2 separate regions of the Mus musculus genome follow, and region 2 is linked to region 1. Evidence: chromatin contacts called from public Hi-C data. All regions are on one chromosome and are shown on one strand. Each heading gives the region's core, a stretch centred on a gene start, on an enhancer-like site or on the middle of the called end of the contact. The rest is flanking DNA. Distances are from core to core; before and after follow the strand shown.

Region 1 (3,910 bases), core at 698-3,197:
TTTTAATTTTATTCTCCAAAGAAACTGTCCATTTGGGGCTGCAGAACACAATAGCTTTTTTTTTTTTTTTTTTTTTTTTTTGCATTTCTCCACAATGTCTAGCTGCCTATTTTCTCTAAGCACTTTGCAAAAACAAACAAAAAGGATAGCTAATGAATCCAATGTGGATTTCATTACTGATTCCATTTCTCACTCACACACACACACACACACTCACACTTGGGGTGGGGAAGATGGCTTGGCTGGCTTGGCTGGTTTGCCTTGATCCTGGTGACTGACTGGAGTTGGATCTCTAGGACTCACCTACTGGGGGAGAAGTAACTCCAAGTTTCTTCTGACCTCCACTTGGGCCTTGTACACACAGGTAAAGAAATTCTTTTTAAGATGTTAATTTATTTGATTCGTTTTAAAAATAGCAATACTTTCTATTATATAGTGTCTCATAAAACCAACGGACACCACTGTACATCAAACATTGTATTAGAGCCCAAACTGGGAGCAATCTCAGAGATTAAACTTCTGAGGACGCTCAATGCTTACTTCCACCAGGTCATCTGGGACACACTCACTAAGGTGGCAGAAGAGAGCTCACTCAGTCCTTCACAGCAGGCAGCTGTAGAGCCTGTCCTCCCCCCTCCCCTCAGGAGCTGGACCCTCCCCCCCCCTCTATTTCTCATTAGCATCTATGAAGAGCCAAACAGAGGCAGCTCCTGTGTGAAGAAGGGGCAAACCTGAATGTGGAGGCCAAGAGGATAGGGAAGGAGGGACCTGGGTCAGGAGTTCAGTCCATAAAGGGCTTACTGGGAGCTGCTTGAGGTGTGTATTTCTGGGAAGGATCTGGAAGTTTTATGGGACTCTATGAGAGGCGCGGATACAGAAAGGAGCTGGATTGAGACCCGTTGGGCAGAGGCCTCCCTCTGGAGCGTCAGTACAAGAGAACGGCATATCCTCCTCCTTGGTGACAGAAAACAGGGTCCCAAGGTCTCGGGTGCTTGTGAAACTTTCACATGCACTAACGTGCAGTGTGGTTTTTGACTAAGAGTTTGTAACTACCCAACACAACCCTAACACGTTTGTTATTGAGAAACAGAGATGGTTCTGGACTGGAGAGAACGCTCAGTCAGCAGAGTGCTTGCCAAAGAAGCAGGACCTGAGGTTAGGAATCTAGAGCCCAGGCAGAAGGCTGGGCGTGGGGGCATGTATGACCCTATCTGTGGTGAGAGGCAGGTAGAGCCCTAAGGCCGGTCCAGCCAAAACAGTTCAGTGAGAAACTGTCAAAACAAGCAAACAAAAAAGGTGGAAAGACACCAGGGGAAGCTGGCATGGGCCTCTGGGTTCCACATGTATGTGCACACATGAGCAGCTACAGGCACACGCGCTCGCACCTATGCCAGCAAGTGTATGCAGCACACGCATACACGCATACACACACACACATGGTACTGTTATTACCATATTGTACATGTTGTTACCATGTGTTGAGCTTTTTCCAGGGATCCCTGAAGATTTAAAACAAAACGAAACGAAACCAAAAAAAAACCTAAGTCCCTTAGGGGCAGCATGCAAACAAAACTATGGAGAACACATCTCAAGAAGTTAGGAAACTGTTAAAGATGAAGAAATACATCAGCGTATATTCTCTGCGATGATATCTTCCTGATTATCCAACAACAGGTCCCGGCAGGTTACCCAGCCTAAATGGCCTCTATTGCCTTATCTGCTAAATGAGAAAATTTCCTTATCTGCAGCCAGGGGTTGGTTGTGTGAATCTCCAAAGTAGATGCACTATCTTCTAGGTTACAGCCTCTAGCCTATCTTAGAAAGGACAAGGTTTGGTACCTATAAGTTTGCTGGAGACAGGCCCCTGCCTCCTCTACCCAATACAGGATCCCTCCTGGCCAGGCTGGGAGGACTGCCCTTTCTGGGCCTTCTGCTTTGACTAATCTCTTCATGTCTCTCTGCTCTGCTGCCCAGACAACTCCACAGCAAACAAGAGCCCGGGCTTCCACCAGCCAGCTCCAAGCTGGGAACCTGCCTAGTTTGTGAGCTTTGGGGCAGAAGGAGAATGCAGACAGCAGCTTTAGTGAGAGTCTTCTCTCAGTTACGGCTGTGAAGGTGGGGATTGTTAAGGGGTTCTCTGGCAGGCCCTTCACCCTGACCCACCCACCCAGGTCTCCCTTGCACTGTACTTGCCTGGGGAGGTGGGTGGATCTGACAGGAGGCAACCATATTTTCTGTACTTTGCCCCCTTCTCAGCCTGGTGGGAACTAAATCAGGTGAATGAACACCTTCTAGCAACATAGGGTATTTTCTTAAAAGAAGAAATACAGGCTACAGCCAGCTCCTCAGGAGCCATACGGCTCCATTCTCTGATGTGTACCACAGGGCCAGAGTTCTGAATGAATTCCTGGGTAAAGAAGCCAAGTCCCTTGAAGAGAGGAGAATTAAGAGAAATAGCCTGGACAAATACTGTATGTCTTCCTTCACATGCAGAACATAGGTTTTATATACACATGCATCCACACTCACTCTATAAATAGATAAGGAGGGACTTGGGGACAGAAAGGGACTGGCAGGACAGGGAGGCGGGGAACTGGAAAGGATAAGAAAGGGCAAATGTGGCCACTGTTCACGATAGACTGGAATGAAAACATCTTCATGGACTTGCTTGCCTAGCATGTACAAAGTCCTGCGTTCCATCCCTAGCACAATACAAGCCAGAAGCAGGGGGATCAGGAGTTCAAGGTCATCCCTGGCTATGTAGGGGGGGGGGGGGTTCCAAGTCAGCCTAGGCTACCTTAGACTAGAAACAAATAAACAAAAAAATGAGTCAGCGGGCCTTTATGAAACCAATCACTTTTGTAGTAAACAGAGTCAACAGAAGTTGCCAGGACATGTTGGCAAAAAGTGGGCAGACCTGTGGGAGCTTATTTTGCAAGGCGTCTAAATCAGATAAAAATCGGATTGGCTGCCTCATTACGCAATTAAACCCTAGTCAGCAACGGGCAGGGTCTTCTGTCTTTCAAAATCCAAACGAGTTACCCAAGCTTTCATTAAGTACAGTTCAGAGACTCTATTGGGGGAAGGCATCCAATTTTTCTTGTCTGAGTTAAGACTTTTAAAAAGGTGGAAAAAATGCTGCTGTGTGAATCTGAGAGCTAGTCTTCATAAAATAACCACAGTTCCTTGTCCTCTTCCAAATACCTTTTTGCGTCGCTTTTCAGAGTTAGATTTTGGGGGTGGGAGGCAGGGCAGAAAGCCAGAGTGCTGTCCCAGTGAGCAGCCCAATGGTACCATTTCATGTCTGATTGCTGACTTCCCAAAGCAGAGCCATTTGCACTGTTGTATCAAAGGCTTCCACTACATAAAATGTCATTTCTATATTAATTTTATGCCCTTGAGGCAGAACATATACGACTAGGACTGAGTGTTACCCACTGGAAGAAAGGAGGAAGCTTTAGCTAGGTTTAGGATTCAGGGGAAAGCAGGACAGGGCACAAGGGTATCCAGGTACTCTGGACTTCAGATGGAATTTTGGTTTTTCTTTGCACTCATGAGAAGGTAAAAGGGGGTGAAGAAAAAGGAGACAGAGACAAACAGACAGACAGATGGATGGGTAATGACCTGTGCATGCATTTGTGCATGCGTGTGTGTCTGCCCTGTGACTGGTGTGTCTGTCTGTCTGTCTCTCCTGTGACTTGTGCGTGCGCGCACATGTCTGTCTGTCTGTCTGTCTGTCTGTCTGTCCTGTGACTGGTGGTGATGCATGGCTGACATCTGAAGAATGAGATGGCTTTGTTGCCTTACTGTGTTAACTGCTGGGCCTATGTGGGCTGAGGAGGAACCGGCTCCTGATACCGAAGACTCCGTCCCGTTACCTTACAGGCACGCAGCAACTTCTCAGCACAGA
Region 2 (4,202 bases), core at 847-3,346, 310 kb after region 1:
CCCCATAAGTCACAGGATTCAGAGTACCAATTTAAGTCCAATTCAATAATCTCCTGGCTTTCCATTTGGTCTACTTTTGCTTAATATAATCTCTGGCACATTTGGTTTTGGATATATATATATATATATTGTTTAAAGATTTTTATCCCCTACTCCATTCCTGTTCCTTTTGAATTATCTAATTATTCTTCATTATTCTATTTTATCTCCCTCAGCTTATTGTTTATACATTTGTTCATCATTCTTTTAATGATTACCCAGAGTTTAAAATATGCATCCTTAACTTAGCAATGGTTAATACAAACTAGCCCTTCACCACGAGGAACTCGGGACAACTTTCACTTTATTAGCTTCTTTGCTTACACTCTTCCTTGGCCATTTGTCTACTCCCTGTCTATGTTAAGCTCCGTGGGGCTCAATTACCATTATTTATCTAGTCAATATTTACTTACATTGAACGAATTGTTGTTTCTGTGGGTCTTCCCTGCTTCCTGCAGATCCGAGCACTCATCGGGAACAACATTCCTTCTATCCTACAGGTACCCTTGAAGGAGTTGTCTTTAGTGCAAGTTAGCCCGGCCACCCTTTAAAACCACTGGTTTTTCAATCTTGAAGAGTCTTAGATGCTGAACCTGACAAACAGTTGTTTTCCTTCAGCAATGACACACAAAAAGTTCCACTTCCACCTGATCCTTATTGTTTCCATTAAGACACTCTGCTGTCAGTCTCATGGTGGCTCCATTAAGGCAAATAGTTGCTGGTCCTAACTCTAACTACTGTTTGTTTTCAGAATTGTACAATGCTAGAGTATGTGTGCACGAGCACATATATATGTATATATGTATGTACACTGTTCCATATCTTAGGGCTTCCCCAACATTCTCTGGGCCTGTGAGATGGCTCAGCAGGTCAAGTTGCACATTGCCAAGCCTGACAACTTTAGTTCAATCCCAAGGGCCCACATGGTTTAAGGAGAAAGCCAAATCTCATAAAGTGCCCTCTGACCTTCACACACAGTCACAGCATGTGCCCCTCCCTACGCACACATACACCCACAGTAAATAAATAAGGGTTACAGAAACTTGAAGCTGGGCATGGGGGCACGTGCATTTAATCCTGGCATTCGGGAGGCAGAAACAGGTGGACCTCTGTGAATTCAGTCCAGCTTGTTGTACATAGAGAATTCTAGGCCAGCCAGGGCTACGGTGGGAGAGCTTGCTTCAAAACAAAACAAAACAAAACAAAATAGAACAGAAACAACAAAACCTGAAACACTGCCCCCCACAAACACCTCTTCTGTCTCATTTTCTCTCTCTTGATGAATATACAGTTACATATCTGTGGGGTATTCCTACCACATTTTATGTCTTCATGATCTTGTTTATTGTCTGTGCTGCCACCTCCCGGTGTCACTGTTCTTGTTGCTATCTCATTATTACTTTGGCACTGAGGACAGACTCCAGGGCCCCACAGAAGTACACTCCAGCCTTGGGCTTTATTTCCTTCTGCTCCATCTTCTAAGTCACCAATTCTCTCTTCACTGGCATCCCCTTTATTGAATCCATCCATTTCGCCTCCGAAAACACTTCCTTGGAGTACAAGAAGCCATTTACACGCCATTAAAGTCACCAACTACAAGGATTCATTTAATGGTTTTCATGAATCCAATCATACCATCATAGCCTTCTCTGAATCCAATCTTAGGTCGTTTCTATCACCCCAGAAAGCATGCTCTCCTGGGATTTAACCGCAGCAAGTATTCCAAAAGGTCAATTGTTTGTCTTACATTTTAGCCCTCTGGATATATGAATTATGGATATTGGTTAACAAAGTCACACTAGTAACAGGAAACAGGCCCAGAGGCTCAGCTTCCCTTCTGTGGGTTTTCACCTTCAACCTTGTTCCTCAATGCCTTGATGGATCTCCAGGACTCCGGTTTTGTTTTGTTTCTTCTTTTTGATTGTAAGCAACTTTTCTCTGCAGAAGAGGAGACCTGAACAAACTACATCTGCTAATGTTAGACACACTGACAGCCCACGCGAGCGAGCGAGCGAGCTAGCTAGGTGAGCAAAACTTATCATGCAAATGAGGACGCTGATGGGAGATAAAAATAGACATCAGTGGGGACCTCACTGCGTCTGCGGGCACAGACCAGAAGCACCACAAACAAAGCAGAATGTTTGGTCAACCTAACCACAACAAAGGACGCCCTCTGCTAAAAATACACACTTAAAGACCACGGTGCCCATAGGAAAATTATTAGTTCTTGACTCTTTCCTTTGTGCTATTTGATGCTAAAGAGAGAAAGGAACAAATGCTCACTGGGGCAGGGACACTCAGTACCTCACGGCATCAGCAAGATGGAACTCACTATGATGTCAGTCTGTCAGGTCCTGTATGTCATTGATGCCCTGAGATTTAGTAAATAAGACAGATTTTGTGTGTGTGTGTGTATACTAATACATGTCTGGGAAGTTTTGGAGTGGAGAAAAAAACCTGACAAGCTCTATATGACAAGCCGTATGCCTCCTTCTCTTCCTCTAGTTTATTTTAAAATGCTATACTCTGCTCTTTTGTACAAAATTCTATCCCCTATTTTATAAAAGAAAAAGCCACAGTAGTGAAGGGCCTGGTGTAGTAGCCTTTGAGAAGGCTAGCCCTGCCTGTTGGATCATCCTTACAGTGACTCTTCTTGGTCAGACAGGAACAGAGTCTAAGGAGAAGCAGTATTCTCAAGCAGACCAGTGGTGTGGTTGCTGCCTAATTATAGCCTCACCACATCTTGCATTTGCAAGATGTCTGTCCTTTCCTGGAATTTTAATGATGCTATTCAGGATATCACTTCCTATTCTTAATTTGCCTGTTTTAGAGAACTTGATTCCAAACAATGTTTTGGATACAAACAGTCCGACATTTTTCCAAAACACAGGCTTTATTGGCATATAAAGCGATTTGCCACATGCACAGTGTTTACATCCTAGCAGGTGGATAATAGATCAGAGTTACAGCAATGTCAGGGGACTTTCCCATCCATAGTACATGGCATGGGAGAAAGAAAACCACTCAGCGAAAAGAAAACAGAATATGATTCCAACAATTTAACTTCCGTCCATATGTCACTGTCGTTTTCTAAGCAACAGAACATAAAAATGAAGCACTGGCAACGGGGAGCCTAACAACAAAGGGATTAATGCGTTAACTTGGGGGACACTGAGGCCAGCAGCCGGGGTCCAGTCAAGCTGAGATGTCCTGCAGCCCTGGGACTCCTTCAGAGCTGGCGAGCGCCTTGGTTGTAGATTTGCTAAACTCTGGCCTGGAGGTAGAAGGTCTGCCTGCTTAAGCAAAACCTAAAGTCAATAAAGGGAAAGGAAGTACGGGGCTCCTAAAAGATGGGAACGGTACCTAGCTCTTCTCTCTCTCTCTCTCTCTCCCTCTCTCTCTCTCTCTCTCTCTCTGTGTGTGTGTGTGTGTGTGTGTGTATTGTGTGCACACACACGTGGAGGCCAGCAGACAACTCTCAGAGGCTGATTCTGTCTTTCTACCTCATTGAGGCTAGGCCTCTCTGATTTCTGCTGAGCCACATGGTCCAGGCTTGCCATGTGAAGTGTCATCCCCCCACCCCTTTCCCATCTCACAACAGGAGTGCTGGGATTGCAGATACACAGGACCATCTCCGGCTTCTTACATGCGTTCCAGCCTTGCCCAGTTACTCCTTCTCTCTGCTGTCTCCATAGCCTACTTTTATCTCCTACAAATACCCCAGGGTCTGACGAACACTACATCAACCAACGTCAACAGCAACGGTCTTCCCACACTTGAAGTAACTTGTCTACCTCTACTCCCTCCACTAATGCTCACCATGGTGGGCTGTATCAGCATTGCTCCCTCTCAATAGGGCCAGCATACTGAGACCTCCACAAATGCTGGCATCTGAGTGACCAAGTCTCGTAGCAACCCACAGGAAACAGAGGGGCTTGTTTCAACACAACACTGTTGTGCCTCTGTGATCCGCCACAGAGCTCTCTCCAGACTTTGGGGAGTTAGCTTTCTCCCCAAGTTCTTATTCTGAACCATTTTAAGCCTCAAAACAAAACAAAAACCAAAAACCTTAAAGGAATAAGGTGATAACTTGTGGACCATAATTCCAGTTGCTTAAACATGTTAGCAAGCACCTCCTGAGAGCAAGATTCTTCTCCATCACG

Evidence for each region. Hi-C and Micro-C count contacts between places; a contact is called where the count stands out from the background.
Region 2: a Hi-C map of liver shows a contact between it and region 1, with 4 times the contacts expected there. The contact joins two enhancer-like sites. A contact is called at or near these places in 2 of 484 Hi-C or Micro-C datasets (both in liver) and 1 of 115 datasets of contacts at active chromatin or transcription factors (bone marrow-derived macrophages).

The regions. Positions count from the first base shown.
Region 1 is chr12:99,231,589-99,235,498 of GRCm38.p6, forward strand. All of the region lies in intron 4 of Foxn3 (forkhead box N3), which reads right to left. Among named protein-coding and RNA genes, the nearest start is that of 4930474N09Rik, 71 kb to the left of the region's middle. Within about 2 kb of position 1,948, at least 37 of the 459 cell types and tissues checked have an H3K27ac peak or open chromatin away from gene starts, as enhancers often do. A contact at or near this core is called in liver, where this site is marked.
Region 2 is chr12:99,542,590-99,546,791 of GRCm38.p6, forward strand. It overlaps a transcript of Foxn3 not described here. Among named protein-coding and RNA genes, the nearest start is that of Gm26839, 19 kb to the right of the region's middle. Within about 2 kb of position 2,097, at least 35 of the 459 cell types and tissues checked have an H3K27ac peak or open chromatin away from gene starts, as enhancers often do. A contact at or near this core is called in liver, where this site is marked.